Linked DNA regions of Mus musculus: all the other regions are linked to region 1. A link is a contact called in public promoter capture Hi-C data. All regions are on one chromosome and are shown on one strand. Each heading gives the region's core, a stretch centred on a gene start, on an enhancer-like site or on the middle of the called end of the contact. The rest is flanking DNA. Distances are from core to core; before and after follow the strand shown.

The links. Capture Hi-C pulls out chosen DNA fragments and counts their contacts.
Region 2: a contact with region 1 is called in a promoter capture Hi-C map of pancreatic islet, with 4 times the contacts expected there. The contact joins the promoter of Haus5 here to the promoter of Mag in region 1. A contact is called at or near these places in 10 of 39 promoter capture datasets (the C10 cell line, the HPC-7 cell line, cranial neural crest and 7 more), 1 of 15 datasets of contacts at CTCF or cohesin (large pre-B cells), 2 of 484 Hi-C or Micro-C datasets (B cells and bone marrow-derived macrophages), 4 of 115 datasets of contacts at active chromatin or transcription factors (bone marrow-derived macrophages, embryonic basal ganglia, forebrain and 1 more) and 4 of 9 other capture datasets (adipose tissue, liver, macrophages and 1 more).
Region 3: a promoter capture Hi-C map of adipose tissue shows a contact between it and region 1. The contact joins the promoter of Dmkn here to the promoter of Mag in region 1. A contact is called at or near these places in 11 of 39 promoter capture datasets (the C10 cell line, the HPC-7 cell line, cranial neural crest and 7 more), 1 of 15 datasets of contacts at CTCF or cohesin (pro-B cells), 3 of 484 Hi-C or Micro-C datasets (bone marrow-derived macrophages, nephron progenitors and pre-megakaryocyte-erythroid progenitors) and 4 of 9 other capture datasets (adipose tissue, embryonic stem cells, liver and 1 more).
Region 4: a promoter capture Hi-C map of adipose tissue shows a contact between it and region 1. The contact joins the promoter of Fxyd3 here to the promoter of Mag in region 1. A contact is called at or near these places in 5 of 39 promoter capture datasets (the C10 cell line, the HPC-7 cell line, cranial neural crest and 2 more), 1 of 484 Hi-C or Micro-C datasets (bone marrow-derived macrophages), 2 of 115 datasets of contacts at active chromatin or transcription factors (effector CD8 T cells and epiblast stem cells) and 3 of 9 other capture datasets (adipose tissue, liver and macrophages).

Annotation. Positions count from the first base shown.
Region 1 is chr7:30,912,061-30,916,567 of GRCm38.p6, reverse strand. It overlaps Mag (myelin-associated glycoprotein), which reads left to right and starts at 1,646. Exons shown (of 11, transcript NM_001346085.1): 1 at 1,646-1,749; 2 at 3,689-3,744.
Region 2 is chr7:30,662,604-30,666,651 of GRCm38.p6, reverse strand. It overlaps Haus5 (HAUS augmin-like complex, subunit 5), which reads left to right and starts at 1,658. Exons shown (of 19, transcript NM_027999.1): 1 at 1,658-1,821; 2 at 3,367-3,429; 3 at 3,525-3,557; 4 at 3,692-3,716. The coding sequence starts at 1,724.
Region 3 is chr7:30,761,595-30,765,590 of GRCm38.p6, reverse strand. Dmkn (dermokine) reads right to left here and starts at 1,835. Exons shown (of 20, transcript NM_001166173.1): 1 at 1,290-1,835; 2 at 899-1,075; 3 at 744-800; 4 at 490-540; 5 at 118-324. The coding sequence starts at 1,667.
Region 4 is chr7:31,074,180-31,078,245 of GRCm38.p6, reverse strand. Fxyd3 (FXYD domain-containing ion transport regulator 3) reads left to right here and starts at 1,549. Exons shown (of 8, transcript NM_008557.2): 1 at 1,549-1,625.

The DNA.
Region 1 (4,507 bases), core at 397-2,896:
ATATTAGGCAGGGACAAGACAGGATCCCCAAGAGCAGGGTGGCCAGCTTCAGTCATGTTGAGTTCTATAGAAAGAAAGGACTGTTTCTAAATGGAAGGGCAGGGACCACACGTGGTGGCACGCATCTATAATATTAGCCCTTTGGAGACTTAGGCATGCTGTAGTCAAGGCTAGCCTGAGCTGCATAGTGAGCTGGAGGTCAGTCTGAAGAGAGTCACAGAACAAATTAAAAAGAGGGGAGGGGGCATGGAGTGGGCCAGCAAGATGGCTCAGTGAGTAACAGTATCAATGCCAAGCCTGATGACTGAGTTAGATCCCTGGGACGTTCAAGGTGAAAGAAAAGAACTAAGGTACATTTGCAAAGTCACACATAGACAGAAAGAGAGAGACAGAGAGAGACAGAGAGACAGAGAGAGGGAGAGGAAGAGAGAGAGAGAGAGAGAGACAGAGAGACAGAGAGAGGGAGAGGAAGAGAGGGAGAGGAAGAGAGGGAGAGGGGGGAGAGAGAGACAGAGACAGAGAGAGACAGAGAGAGGGAGAGGAAGAGGAGAGAGAGAGGAAGGGAGGAAGGAAGGAAGGAAGGAAAGAAGGAAGGAAGGAAGGAAGGAAGGAAGGAAGGAAGGAAGGAAGGAAGGAAGGAAGGAAGGGAGAGGGCAAATGAGAAAAAAAGAAGGAGCTGGAGAGATGGCTCAGTAAGTAAAAGCACTGACTGCTCTCTCACAGGACCTGGGTTCAAGTCCCAGCACTTACATGGTGGCTCACAACCCTCTGTAACTCCAGATCCAGGGGATCTGATGCCCTTGTCTGGCCTCCATGAGCATCCGAAAGTGGTGCACAGACAAGCATGCAGGCAAAACACCCATACACATAGCACAAATAAATCTAAAAGAAGTAAATCAATAAATGTATTTTTTTTAAAAGAGGGGGAACCGCTGGCTCCAGTGTTAAGTGCTATGCTTCTGGAAGAGCAGGCTGGGGTCGGCAGGATGGTGTGAGGACAGCTTTCCAGGAATGAGAGTTAAGAATGACATCTCTGAGTGCCAAGGTGCCACAGGGCATTAGAAGAATAGACATGAGCACTTATTTTCTGCTTAACAGGTGGAGACAGACTCAGAACAATAGACAGCGTCCCTGTCCTTACCAAGGGAAGGTCGTGATCTCAAGGAGACAGCAGCTAATGTCATCTCAGAGGACAAGAAGTGTTAAAGAGAAAACAGACCAGGAAGGAAAGCATTTGGGGGGGGGGGCAGTGATTCTCAGCAAGGTGGAGGTGACTTTGGAGCAGAACTAGGAGAGGGTGTGTTTCCTCTTCCTGACAACCAGTCTCTACCTATCTCTTGGGACCAAGGTCACAGTGTTGCCACCAATTAATTCCTCCAAGACAACAGGTTCCACCTTTTAGCCTGGAGCTTTCAGAAAGATGAGGCCACTCCTCCCTCCTCAACTCCCAAATTGGGGTGTATATTAATGGAGGAAGGGAGGAGCAAGGCAGACCCCCATCTTTTCTAGGAAGGAGCTAGTAGGACCCAGGAATCAAGCTGCCCAGTCCCAGCCCTAGCCCGATGGTGACAAGGGCCCCTTTGTGCCCCCCTCCCCCGGGGGCAGGGAGGAGCTGGGCCCTGGAGGCAGGCGGCCCCTGGCACCCAGGGGGCAGAGGAGGGGCTGGCAAGTGGGGGCCTAGACCCTGGGAGCCCAAGGGACTGTAAGCCCGGCCAGCCGAGCAGAAGGTGCAGAAGTCAGATCGTCCAAGTGAGTACTGAGGCAGAGAGGGCTAGGGTGAAAGACCCCCAGGGGGTCGGGGGCGCTGGACATCAGGGCATGTGCAAGGCCAGGTATGCCAGCAAGCAGAGGAGGGCCACCGTGAACCGGAGGGCCACTTGCTTCGAACAGGGCAGGGTATTGCTTTGGAATGGGCTTCCAAACCAACCAAAGATCTTAGTGGAGGCAGTGGGGGGGGGGGGGAATCAGAGATAGCAATGAGGCCTTGAGAAGTGACAGAAAGAAAGGACAAGGGGACCTCATTCCTGGACCTACCTCATCAATGGTGGGAACTTCTGCAAGGCCAGCTCCCCTGGGGTTTGCAAAATTGGGAGAGATGGAACAGTGATCTGGATTGGGGGAGAAGGGGTGGTACAGAGCCATCGGACACGGGGATCCACCACATGGATGTGGATGAGGCCAGCAGGCTGTGAACACCTGGGCACACAGTGAGGGTGACAGTGTGTGTGTCCTCCTCCCCTGTGCAGCCTTCTGTGTTAGCGTTCCTCAGCTCCTCATTGCAGTTCCCTGAAGAGACTTGGTAGGTGTGTTTTTCCCTATCTCCACCCCTTCGTTGGATTTGTTTGTGTTTGTTGAAGTAGGGCCACTCATAGCTCAGACTAACCTCCAACTTGTTAATGTAACCAAGGCTGATTTTGAACTCTTGATCCTCCTTCCCTCCCTTCCCAAGTTTGGGGGCGACAAGTATGCAGTCACTGCTCCCGGATTCTCCAATGGAAAGCTAACATGATGGATGTGGGATCTGTTTGTCTTGCAGATAATTGCCTTGTGGCTCTTTAGAGGGCTTTTTTTCCCGTTGTCCTAGCTGAGATTGCTTAGGCCCACATCGCAAGATCAGAATTTGCCCCAGAGGAGAATGCACCCTGTGCATGACTGTATCACCCATCTGCTTGTGCTGAGTTGATTGGTCCTTACCTCTGGGTATCTCCCGTTGCTTCCAGTCACAGATGCTAGGCCCACAGCTGCCCTGTGCCCACAGATGTGTCTGGGTAGAGCTCTCTGTGTGCGCAGGTTCTTGTGACTTGCACACTTGCGAGCAGGAAATCCAGAGCCATGACTACCCAGGTGTGCATGTCCAAGACTGAGGACAGTCAGGTGGTCTCCGCATGGCCTGAACCAGGATGCTTCTCTGTAGACACAGGGGTCTCAGGGTAGGGGTGTGTCCTCATGGGTCTCCAAATCTCTGTTCTGTAAGTCTGCTCTTGCTGGCTGTCACATTTCCTACTAGCGTTTGCATGTTTCTGGGCATGCGTCTGCATCTGTGGGAAGAGGGCAGCCAAGGCCGGGAAAAGCAGCTACTTCAAAATCCTGGCTCTAGTCCAGATCGACCCACAGGGCAGCGGGGGCCAAGGGGCCATCGCCTCTGGCTTCTCCTGGCCCCTTGCAGACCCCAGTCAGGAGCAACCAATCTCACTCACACTCCACCTACCCCTAGGAGGTCTCTAGGATGGGGCACCCACACCCCCAAAGGAACAGGGCTCTTTTGTATTGGCTACTGGCCTCTGGTGAGGGTGGGGACACCCTGAGCCTGCTGCGGGTGGGAGAGGGCGGCAGGAATTCACACGGCATGCTGGGAATGCTGATGTTGTGAAACCCAGTCATTGATGGGGCTGGGTCCTTGCCTGCCTGCCACCCCCAGGCCTCATCTGCTCATGGACTCACCACTTTCTGTTCCCCTCATCTTAGAGCTACCATTCCCTTCCTTCCCCATGGCACTCCCACGCCCCAGCTGGGGCGTGGGGTGTTGTGGTGGTACAGTATCTTTGAAGCTGTGTGGGAGCATCCTGGGTATCCACGGGTACCAGAGACTGTGGGGATGCCCTTACAACACGGACACCGCCCATAGTATACATGGAAGAGCAGGGTGGTGGGCTTTCACCCCATAACCCCTGACTGACTTATGTTCTAGGTTGAAAGGCCACTTCAAGTGGAATCAGGAGACATCCCCAACTCAGGGAGACTAAGGTGAGTGGTGAGATACCACTGCTTTCCTTATCCAACTAACCGATTCTTATCTCAGGAGGAGAGCTGCTTCTGCCTTTGCCTAGCACTCTCTGAGGGACGGAGAAGCAGGAATGCTTACTTAGATCACTACTAACCTGCCCCAACCATGCAGCGACAGCACAGCTTGGCTGCTAAGTCTGTAGACCAGCTATTTGACCTTAGGCAAGCTATGCACCCTCTGGACTTTAGAGGCACACAGTCAAGCTCACCTACCTCAATGACATCAGAGTTGTAACCCCAGTGCCCACTTGAGACACAAGAATGACAGACACAAGGCAAACATCCCTAAACCACCTAGCTGAAGAACGGTGACATCTATTACTCTAAAGATCTCTGCAGTTACAGGCAGGGGAGATCTGGGGTCAGGGATGAGGTGTCCGGGCCCGTGTTTGGGCTGGGTGACTTGGAGAAGTTTATTTAACTTCTGGTTTCAAGCCTGGGGGCTGTGCCTGGCTTGTAGCACCCAGCTCTGACTGATGGAATGTGGGGCTCATTGCAGAATGAGAAGGATGACATTTATAAATGACAGCAGCTAACCTTGGCCCAGTGTCCTCCACCTCCTGCGGTCTTCTAAAGATTTTATTTATTTCATGTATGTGAGTACACTGCAGCTGTCTTCTGACACACACCAGAAGAGGGCATCGGATCTCATTACAGATGGTTGTAAGCCACCATGTGGTTGTTGGGAATTGAACTCAGGACCACTAGAAGAGCAGTCAGTGCT
Region 2 (4,048 bases), core at 409-2,908, 250 kb after region 1:
AAATTAATTGCAAGTGGGTTTTTATGTTACGAGTGTGGCTGTCTGAAAGGTACATTGCTGTACATACGTGCATGGAGGTGCAGTTTTTATCTTAGTAAAATTCTATAAACCTGGATTTTTAAGATAAGACGGGGGCTAGAGAGATGGCTCAGTGGTTAAGAGCACTGACTGCTCTTCTGAAAGGTCCTGACTTCAATTCCCAGCAACCACATGGTGGCTCACAACCATCTGTAATTGGATCCGATGCCCTCTTCTGGTGTGTCTGAAGACAGCTACAGTGTACTTACATATAATAATAAATAAATCTTTTTTAAAAATTAAATTCCTGCATTCCAGGAAGTTATCTGGTTCCTGAGCAGGTGGAGCTTGCAGATTAATTTGGGGAATTACCGTACTGCATGCAGGCAAAAAAACATATACTCACAAAATAAGATCTAACATATCTTAAAATATATAGAAAAGTTAGCTAAATTAAAAATTAATAAAATGAGCATTAAGTCCATTGTCTCTCATTTGTTTCTCATTGAATGAAAATCAGGACAATGTTGCGGTAATTTCTCACCCCAATAAGCCCGTATAAAAAACACACAACTCAGTTATAGTTATAAGCTATATGCCTAGATTGGGCAGATCTATCACTGTACTAATCTAGTTGCCAACTATGAGACTTCTTGCTACTTGCGGCTTCTCCAGGCCATGTCTCTCTCCTCCCTCTCTGAGACTGGGAAGAAGGCCCAGTGAGATCACCTGAGTATGCGCTCTGCTCATTGTAGAGGACAGCTCCTCTTGATGAAGCAGAATAAACATCAAAATACAAATGGCGCCAGGGCAACCCACAACAGGACAAGAATGCTCCTAAGTATGGGTGAGAAGGATTTTACTGTAGACATGAAGAAGAGTACAGCCAGAGGCATCTGGAAGAGTTCAGACTGAATATAACCAGCAAAATAGATGGGGCCACGAGAGGAGAGGTGGGGAGTGGGGCGGGGGCGAGCTAAGAAGAGAAGACTTGGAGAGAGGGTTCCAAGAGGACCCCGAGGGTGCTTGGGAATAAAGAGGGGAGTGGCCAAAATGGCTGAGTTATGAGAATCTGAAGTGGGCAAAGCTCGGGGGCTAGAGAGATTCGGTGTAGGGGCGGGGTATGCCAGGCAGGCAGGATGACTCTGTAAGAGGTTGTTGTGAGAAGGGCCTGAAGGAACCTAGAAGCTAGCATAGACCTCGATATGCCAATAGACGCCACCAAAGGCATAGATTAATGGAAGAGTTCTATGTCCCTTCTGCCAAAGACGAGGAGAATGACCACTTTTAGCAAGTAAAAACGATTTTCTTAAGTCCCTGAGAGAATGATGGGTTTTGTCTAAAAGCCCGAGTTTGGGAAAAGGAAATTTCTTGCACGTTCCCACCCGCCGCCCCCTTTTTTTCCCCAGGTAGAGTGAAGCTTTTAGAACCTTCTGCCTCTTACAGTGAGTGAAAGAACAAAGGTGGATAAGCGGGTGTCTGAATTTCACCCCATCCTTTTCATTTTCATTTACTAACCTACATACACTAGAGCGCCAAGAGCCGCTACGGGTAGCGGCCCGGTACAGAGAGACCCGTCAGCCGGGACCTGCTGTCTGCTTGGCAACCGGTGACATCTCAGCGTCGCGCTCCTGACGTCATAGATGGGCGCCATACTTAAAGAGAGTGCGGGAAGCTGCGACTGCAGCTGAGCTCTGTGACAGCCATGGAACTAACGCAGAAAGAGCGGGAACTGAGTCGCTGGGCTGCTGAAGAGATGGAGGTGCCCCTAGCAGCTCGCCCCCGGGAGTCGACGCTGCGTAGGTGAGGCTGCTTCTGGAGTAAGGTCTCCCCATCCTGGAATTAGCCTCGAGGAGTAAGATCACCGCCCTGTTAGACCCCCGGGGCCCAGGTGTAGAGAACGCGACCCCCAGAAACACAGCTTGATCATAGACGCTGTAATAACAAGAGGTTTTTAATCCGACGCACATGAGGTTGCTCAGCCTCGCAGGGAGAGTCAACCCCGATTGTCTAAATACAGCTAATTTATACTTTTTGTGAAAGGGCTCACACAGCTATTTTATTATTGGCTAATAAAGCAACAGTATAATTTTAATTTGGCAGAAAACTTTGTCAGCAATCAGCAAGGTCAAAGCAGCTTGTAGTTTTCCTCAGAATTCAGGCTGAGGAGGGCTAGGGAGGTTTTCTCAAGGATGGTCATTTCTGGCAGCTGTGGTCTTTATGACCACTAGTCTGTCCCTGCAGATAGGGAAGGGGCCGGGTGGTCTTGAATTTGTTTACACTGGCAGGGAAAGAGAAGAATCTTTCTTTCTTTCTTTTTTTTTTTTTTTTTTTTTTTTTTTTTTGAGTTTCTCAAGACAGGGTTTCTCTGTGTATCCCTGGCTGTCCTGGAACTCACTCTGTAGATCAGGCTGGCCTAGAACTCAGAAATCCACCTGCTTCTGCCTCCCAAGTGCTGGGATTAAAGACATGCGCCACCACTGCCTGGAGAAAGGGAAGATTCTTTAAGCAGCAGGAGACAGCTGAAGATAGAGAGTGGCTGCTGCAGACAGCTTGCAGCAGGAGACAGAGATAGGGGAAGCAAGCTCTGCAAATAACTTTGGTATACATTAATTAAGCTAAAAACTAAGCCGGGCGTGGTGACGCACCCCTTTAATCCTAGCACTTGATAGGCAGAGGCAGGTGAATTTCTGAGTTCGGCTACACAGAGAAACCCTGTCTTGAAAAGACAAAAACAAAACAAAACAAAATATTAAGCTAAAAACTATATTTCTTCCCAGCACTCGGGAGGCAGAGGCAGGCGGATTTCTGAGTTCGAGGCCAGCCTGGTCTACAAAGTGAGTTCCAGGACAGCCAGGGCTATACAGAGAAACCCTGTCTCAAAAAACCAAAAAAACAAAACAAAACTATTATTTCTTTATCCCTCATCGAGAATGAGACAGATCTGCAGAATAAGGGGGTTCCTACAGCACCTCACCTACCCACTCTTACCCTAATCAAAGGTGACACTAGGCAGTTGGCAGTGGCTGTTCTATTGGGGATCAAATCTGCAGAAACCAGTAGCATATGACCCTGTTATGAAAGACCATTTCCTGGGGTGGAAACCTCTTACACCCACCTCTGAAAGTGACTACAACTAAACCTCTCCTAGAAGAAATAGAACCTGTCATGGAATAAGAATACCCTCAGACTTAGGGAGAAGGCCACCCTCTCAGTGACAACCCCCAGGCCCACCCACCGAAGTGAGAAATCTTGGAACTTTCCACCACCATAACTGTGGAGACAGTGGAGGGTCCTCCTCTCCTCCTGGGCAATGCTCCAGTCATACTCTATGCTGTATCCCTTCAGGCTGTGTCTGAGTCAGGGCGCTGACATCTGGGCCTACATTGTGCAGCATGTGCGTAGTCAGAGGTAAGCCAAACCTAGTGCAGGGGAGGGGGTCAGAGAGTGGGAAAGGCACAGGGAAGGCCCACAGCAACTCCTCTCCCTTCATCTCTCCAATGCAGGAATATCAAGAAGATCCAGGGAAACCTCCTCTGGTAACTGCTTCTTAAATTCATTGATTCCTATCTTCACCAGTTTTGTCTAGCCTTGTCCATAACCAAGGCCTCTACTTCCTGCCTTCTCCCCTGGAAGCCCCAGCCATCTCCTAACTCTATTCTCTTTTCTCTAGGCATGCCTATCAGGACAATCCAAAGGTAAGAAGCCTGTGTGGTTAATATTCTCCCTCAACCAATAGTCAGCTTGCAAATATTCTGCTCTAGGCCCTGGAGGTGATGGGTCTGTCAGGAACACCATGTTACAAAACAACCCAGATCTTTGCGCTCCCAGGGATTGCGATCCAGGGTGAGCCAGGCACGAGATGGGGAGCAGTGGTGTATGGACATGGGGCATTGGTGTTGGAGAGAGGAAGGTCTTGAGTCCTATAGTCTCAGCACTCAGGATGAAGCAGAAGGGTCAACATGAGTGTAAGGCCAGCCTGGGCTACATAGTGAGACATGGTCAAAAGTAGACACAGTAAACAAAACTG
Region 3 (3,996 bases), core at 586-3,085, 150 kb after region 1:
CGGATGACCACTGTCACTGAAGCCATCCACTCGAGGGCTGTGACAGCTTTAAGGGAAACCTCAGTGCCAGTGTCCCCACCACCGGAACTGTGATCCCATTCTAAGAAAGAAACTTACCCGGGACCCAGAACCGCTGTTGCCGCTGTTGCCACTGTTGCTGTTGCCGCTGTTGCCACTGTTGCTGTTGCCACTGTTGCTGCCGCTGCTACTGCTACTGCTGCCATTGTTGTCGCTGTTGCCTTGGCCACCGCCTCTACCGCTGCTGCCCTGACCATTACTGCCATGACTGCCTTGGCTACCACGACTGCCATCATTGCTGCTTCCCTAAGGGCCAGAAGAACAGAGCAATATCTAAGGACAGAGACTCCACAATTGTCTTCCTTGTCCCCTTACAGGGCCCTGCATAGCTTCCCCCACCCTCACCCCCACCCTCAGAAAGCATTGTATCCCGCCTTCCCAGAGCCAAACCAGAGACAGCACTCCTCTTACCCCAGAGTTACTGAAGCTTTCATGGGAGCCAGAAGGTGGGGGGTTGGTACACTGTGGATGGAAGGGGATGTCATGAGGGACGAGATGTCAAAACGACCTCCACAGGCCAGGCTTCTCTTGCTGCCTGTGGCTTGGCTTTCTTGCCCCTTTCCAGTTCCCTCCCTCTTCCCTGGCTTGTGACCTCCACTCTCCCCCCCTTCCTCCTCCCCTTCTATTCATCCCTGCCACTGTGTCCCGTGCACACTTCTTCTTACCCCTGAGTTCTGGTTGTTGCCTCTCACTGTCCCGTAGCCAGGCTGAGCCACAGCTCCCTGCATGGAGGCAGAGACCAGAGACCGAGTTTAGGATCCAGAAATAAGGAGGGGTGGAGAGAACAGGGTTGAGGGATGGGTCTGGGTAGTGACTTTACCTGGGCATTGGTTTCATAGTTGAGTGGTCCGCCATTGCCACCCTGACCCACAGAGCCACCCAGAGAGTTAGTCCCATAGTTGCCTCCTGAGGCCCAGGGTGTCCCTTGAGGACCAGGATTGCCCTGGACTCCAGCACCACCTTGAGAGCCATATGCGCCATGACCTCCAGATGTCCCCTGCAAAGACAATACACCAGTCCTTAGTCTGACAACCATGAGAGAGGGAATCAGAACCATCAGGGAGAGAAGGAAGGGGGAGGGGGGACCATGCAGGAAAGAGAAGATTCATGACAACAATAGAAACTATCTCTTCACCCTCTGATCCATCTCCAGGTTCTTGACCCAGCCACCCCCACCCCCTGTCCGCACACCCGGCTTCCCAGCCACTCACCCAGGACCCAGCGTTGTGGACAGCATCTACCCCTTGGCGAATGATATCCTCAGCCTGTCTGCCAATCTCATTCCCAGCGTTCCCCAGAGATCTTGCTGCTTCCCCAAGCCGGTGCTCAAAAACATCGCCTCTGCTCCCCATCAATGTGGAGCCACCTTCCTCTCCGTGCCCCTGGCCTAGGGCATTCTGGATTCCAGAGCTGGCTGCTTCTTTAGCCCCTTGGCCCACAGCCTCTCCAATTCCATGGCTAATGGCATCTCCTGCTCCATGGGCAGCACTTGCCCCTGTGCCCTCCCCTCCACTGTGCAGCGGGTTAGCTGCCCCACCACCCAGACATAGGGCCAGCAGGAGGCAGGCCAGAGAGCCCTGTAGCTTCATCTCTGCCCAGCTCCCTCTCTCCTCTGAGGATGTCTGCAGCCCAGTCTATTTGTTCCCTTCTTTCTTCCTCTGGGCTGAGACCTTTTCCTTTCCTTCCTTGCTTCCTTATTCTCCTTCCCCAGGACCCACAGCCTTCTCTCTCTGTTCCCAGACTTCCCTGCTTTCCAGAGTCTTTCTTCTTGCCACTACCCCTTATACTGTAGGTTGGGAAAAGGTAACAGGGCTGGGCCGCTTAAGATCCCTCCTCCAGTGACTCAGGGCCTATCCACAGATAGGGTAATGAAGCTTAATTGTGAGCGAGAGCTTGTGTTGAAACAGAGAGAGCTCTCCGGAGCAGGCCATCGGGAGGGAGGGGAAAGAATAAGATGAGACGGATGCAAAAGTGTTCCAGTTGCCTAACCTCAGGAATTTGGGGCACAGGGTGGGGACAGGAGCATCTAAGGAGATAGGTGTTGTTGTCTTTTGGAGGCGGCAGGGTGGGGGTACTTAGGAAGCAGGGCTCACAAACAGGTGAGACCCCAAGGGTATAAAGAGAGCAAAGCCACAGGATAGAGGACCCATCCCGGGTAAGCCAGCATGCACAGGGGCACGAAGACTGGAAAGAGGTGACCATTTCCAGCTCCCATCTTTCTCCTGGCATGCCTCTACCTGCAGGTGCCTGTCCTCTCACACATCCACAGTGCAGTCAGACACTGGGAATTCTAGGGCTGTGGTTAAGTTCTGAGGTTCTGGGTACCCTGGTGTTGAAGGAGTGGCATACCTCTGTTAGTGACAAGGAAGGGTTCAGGCACTGAGAGTTCAGGAGCCCAGGGTGCGGAGCAGGGGAATTGGGAGGGTCAGTCACCCCCAGGGCAAGAGTAGGCGGGAAGACCAGGGGAGGGAGAAGCTGACCTAGACACCCATCCTGTTTACCTGCATGGAAAGACATGTGTGCCTGTAAGAGCTCACAGCCACTGTACTGCTGCTTGCTCACTGCCCGAAGCCTTCCAGGGGCCAGGGCAGCCCTGGTGAGGAAAGAGGGATCAGTACAAAATATCTCTCTCTCTCTCTCTCTCTCTCTCTCTCTCTCTCTCTCTCTCTCTCTCTCTCACACACACACACACACACACACACACACACACACACACACACACACACACACACCGGTACTCGTGGCCCTCACCACTGGTCACAGTTCCAATGGGGAAACCCAAGCATCCTCCCCATATCTTGTCCCTGTTCGACAAGTGTGACTGCTTCTCTGTTCCCAGGAGCCCCAGGCCCTCCCACTTGGAACCGACTTGTAACACTGGGCTTCATCACCTAGTTAGGAGGGGCCAGTTTCCATCTACCTTTCTCAACGTCTCTCAGTCAGTCTCTCCCCACCCCAACACCCGCACCCCAACTTGTAACATCTAACACTTCTCTGCATATAAACACCATTCCTGACTGTCCCCCACTTCCACCTCCCTGCTGTTCCATTGCTGGTGTTTTAGTGATGGTAATAATAATAGTAATAATAATAACAATATTATCATCATCATCATTATTATTGTCATCAAGCTCCAGTTTGTCAAAGGCTTTCTATATGCCCAGGTTCCTAGCTTCCACATAGAATCATCTAATCCTAAAAGAAGACTCTTTATTATCCCCATTTAGAGATGTAGACACTGTGGCTCAGAGAACACAGACTGCCTGTAGCTGAACTAAGAGCCGAGCCCAGGCCCACCTCTGGCAGAGCCCAAGCGCCTGAGCCTTATCTGTCACTTCAGAGTGTCACACCAACCCTGGCTTGTCTAGATAGAACTAATTTTGGTTTTGCTCTGGAGCAATGTAGGAAGAGAGGGTGCAGGAGGAAATCTGGGTCCCCAGGCTGAGTACCAGAGCCTCTAGTCCCTGATCCCACTCATGGGTTGGGTAGAAGAGGAACTCAGGACAGTGCTCACTGACTTAAAAGCTCTTTCGTGGTTAATCTGGCCAGGCTTCACTTCCTGGTCCTGCAGCCTGCCCTGACCCATCTCCGTTGGTACTTACTTCCTATATACCAGCTTACTTTTAGGCTATTATTAGAGCCCAACATGGTGGCAACACATCTCAGCACTTAGAAAGTTGAGTCAGGAGAATCACTAGTTCAAGACCAGCCCAGGCTACATAACAAGACCCAATCTCAAACAAACAACAATGACAAAGAATGCTATAGGAAAACATTTTAGGAGTTGGCAAGATGGCTTAGCAGGTAAAGGCACTTGCCACGAAGGCTAACCATCTGAATTTGATCCTCTGACCTCACATGGAGGATTGAAAAGTGGTCCTCTGACTTCCACACATGCACCATGGTGCACACACACAG
Region 4 (4,066 bases), core at 300-2,799, 160 kb before region 1:
GACACTCTCCTACTCTTAGGACCACCAAGGGTTTTAGATGTTTTCCCCAGAGGCAGTCGAGCTTCTGGAAGATGTGGCTAGGTACAAAGATGCCCTAAGGGGACCTGGAAGTCTCTTCCCTCCATCCCAGGCCAGACCACTGCCAGGCCTGTCCTTCCTCTGTTTGTATCTCTAGCTGTGCTTCTTGCTTTGGTACTGCCCTGAGGGAGGGCTCCGCTCCTTTATGGGAGGCAGGATGCCTTGTCCTGGCTAGGGCCTGAAGATCAGGAGCTACCAACAGGGAACACAGACTATCATAGTTAAGTGAGCTACATCAGGGAGGGAGGCCTTGGCGAGAAGTGGGGAGTCCTTTTCCTTGCCCCACAGACCCTTGGCCCTAAGTTCCCTTAAACTTTCCTCTCCACACCCACAACAGCAACCTCTCCCAAGCCTGGTGCCTCTGGGTCTCCACCCTACCGCCTTCACCATAGTGTTGGGGGTCGTCTGGAGTCCAGCTGGTGGCCGAATAGAAGCCACCCCTTTCCTGGCCCTGCCCCTCCCGGTGACCCCAATCCTCTGCCAGCCACTCAATGGTGCCTTGTTCTCCATCCAGACCCCGGACAAAAGTTCTTCTGTGTAAGGAGGAAGAATTTTGGGGGAGGGGGCACCTCCAGCAGGGACCATGTGGGAGCCTTACAGACCCCAGGCGGAAGGAGTGCCATTTGGACAGGGGGCAGGGAAGGGTGGGGGCTTGTAGAGTACAGGGAACTCATCTGCAGTAGAGGAAGACAACTTTGACATCCACATCCATGCCCACACCCACTCCGTAGATTGAACGTCCACCCGACATCTCCTCATCTCTGAGAGAAACGTTGAAAGTCAGTTCGGTTTTCAGTCTTCTGGGGCCTGGTCTATGAACCCCAAGAACCAGACCTTCCCCAACTTCTACCCACCACTTGAGTGCCTTCTTCCTATTACAACTTTGGCCTTGTCAGTGTCTTTTATTAACCCCTGCCAACAAAGAATGCAGAATGGAGAGTGGGCTTTAGTTCCCTACAAATGCCAGTGGGTGCATCCCCAAACAAAACAACAACTGGTGGTGCATGCCTTAAATCCCAGCCTGCGAGACAGAGATGGGTGACTCTCAACAAGATCAAGTCCAGCCTGGTCTGTAGTGTGAGTTCCCAGGCCAGCCAGAGCTACATAGTGAGAGCTTGTCTCAAACAAATAAAGAAAAAGCCCCACCCCCACTACAACCTAAATCAGAAACAGATTACATGTATGTTCCACGTTCTCCCACATCGTTCCAGGATGATGGGCGTCTGTCATTAAGGACCCCAGAATCTTCCCCGTTCCCAGTCTCCTTTGATGTTTGGGAGATCAGACACACCCTCTTCCCTCCAATCCTCAGCCCACCCTGGTCCCCTTCCACTTTACCTGAGGCTACTATAGTTAAAGAATGAGTAGAACTGTCTCTTTAAGGGAGGAATGGAGTGGGGGCGTCCCTCGCCTCAGGGAGACCTGACTTGTGCCTGCCTGCCCAGGTTTGCTCAGGGCGTGGCAGTGTGGATAAAGGCTGTCCCGGCTTGGCAAGTCCATACTCTGCTTTCTCCCGGAACCACCTCTCAGCCTGTTGAGCTACTCAGGTGAGTGGCCTTGGGGGCCCCTTCCTCCCTGAGCCTCTGCTCCCCCACTCTCTCTAACTCTCCTCTAACTGCACCTATTACATAGAAACTGGGGTTAAAGACCCCTAAAACTTTCCTGCTTAAAGATTCTTTTATGGGGACAGGAGACTACCCGCCTCTGTCAGCTGATTGTCCCAGATGGCTCACCTCTGTGGGACTGGATTATACAACTGGGGGGACTCACCTGATATTCATAGACGGATTGGGGAAGCCTGGGGGAGGTCTGAGAAGATGAGAAGTCTGGGTTTACCTGAGGTATCTGAGGTGTCAGGGTGTACAGGAAGTGACTACATCGTAATATCGTGATTGAGGGTTTCTCAGTGGATGAGAGTAGAGGGGTGTCTAGGGGTAACTAAGTAGATGAAGAGTAATTTAAGTGCCCTGGGGGGAGGAAGCAGATGGAGGTGTGTGTCTGAGCGGCCAGGTATTATTAGGGCACAAGGAAGATAGATGAACACCAGGAGAGAGAAGTCTGATCCAGGGAAGCTGTAAAGCGGGACTTGGTTAGGAGATGGGGACTCAGATGACAAGGGTGTATGCATCCTACCCTGCAGATATGACCATCCACCGTCCTGGAGTAGGGGAAAACACGGAAGCTGCCCTCTGACTAGCACAGGCAGGAAGCAGATGAGGGGTGCTTAGTGTCCCAGCAAGGCTGGTTCTCTCTGTGCTGGCTCCCACTCTGGTTCACTCAGAGATTGTGGTCCTTTGGGGTCTTGGAAGAGTCTGGAGAGAGAAGTGTAAGAGGTGAGATTCAGCAGCCATATTGATAGAGCACACAGCGTTAGGATGAATTCCCATGTGATGGCTGTGTGGGATAAGAACAGTGTCAGCTTCATCAAGCTGAAAAGACAGTATGAGGGAGTCAGGCTGGAACTGAGAAAAATGGCCGCATAGGCTGGGCACTCAGCTGCAACCCATGCATGTGTGACAGAGTATCAGGGGGCAGCCTTAGACCACAAGCATCCATAGCTGAGACCCCTAACCACTACTGGAGCTCCCCAAAGCTTGCTGGGGCCCTAGACATCTGAGAAATAGTCCCCAAATCAACTACAAGAAATATATGTCTAATCTAAACAAATGGGTCCAGGGTATGTGTGTGCATGGTATGTGTGTGTGTGTGTGTGTGTGTGTGTGTGTGTGTGTGTGTGTGAGTGATAAGTGTTAATTAAGTCCAGGGCCTGAAGAGCAGGCTAAGCAAGCCTCCATTGCTAGCCCCTCTCTGAGGGATTCTAAGCAGTGGCTCTACCACTGAGCCACGCCCCCAGCCTCTCACAGGGGGATTCTAGGCAGGGGCTCTACCACTGAGCCACGCCCCCAGCCTCTCATAGGGGGATTCTAAGCAGGTACTCTACCACTGAGCCACACCTCCAGCCCTTCACTGGGGGATTCTAGGCAGGGGCTCTACCACTGAGCTGTATCTTATATCCTTTTTTTTAAAAAAAAAAAAAAACTTTTTATTTTGTGACAATATCTCACTAAATTGTTCAGTCTGTCCTTGCACTTAGTCGTATCCCAGGCTGGCTTGGAAGTAGAATTTCTCCTGCCTCGGCTTCCCTAGTTACTTGAATGGCAAACCTGTAGCATTGATTTAGATTACTAAAGAAGCTGAAGGATTTCTCGGCCTCTGGGATTGGTCCCAGAGAAATGGCAACGTCTGTGTGAGCATGTGGGACTCCCCTGCACCATCGGTGACTGGTGGCTCCATTCCCAAGTATGTGCTTTGGTGTGAATGAAAAAAGGTTAGTTCTGAAGGGTGACATTGGGGCTGCTGGGGATTAAAGAGAGGAGTCACTGTAAAGTCACTGGACAGTGTCCAGCAGGTGGGGAGCCGGGATGAGTGTTTGTGTGTGTGTGTGTGTGTGTGTGTGTGTGTGTGTGTATGTGTGTGTACACGTGCTTACGAGCTCAGGACAGTTGAGCAGGGCAAGCAGGGGAGGTTCACAGGCAGCAGGACTTTTATTACAGGCCTCCAGGGTGATAGAAAGACAGATGGTCACAGCCAGGGCTGTATGGAAAGGGCTCTGTGCTAAGCCTCACTGGAGAACCTGTAGTGTTTGCTGTCAAGAGGGCTGGGGGGAGGAGTAAGCAGGGGCTGAGCAGAGTGAGGGCTAGGGTAGGGGGCAATAACTGGAGTAGAGTTGGGACTGCAGAGAACGCTCAGTGGGGTCTCAAGGGACAGACCCAGGGGTGGGGCAGAAGACAGAGGTCCCTCTGGACATATCCCACCAGCTTGACATTATTTCCCTCATACACGCACCCAGCAGCCCAGGGGGTCAGCTCAGGCCTCAGCTAGAAGCCTGCAGTGTGTGGGCAGAGCCTGGCAGGCTCCAAGCTGTCTGTGCGAGCCACTCCCAGAACCCGGGCCTCCTGCCACCTGGCTCCTGGCACCCTCTTCCCCA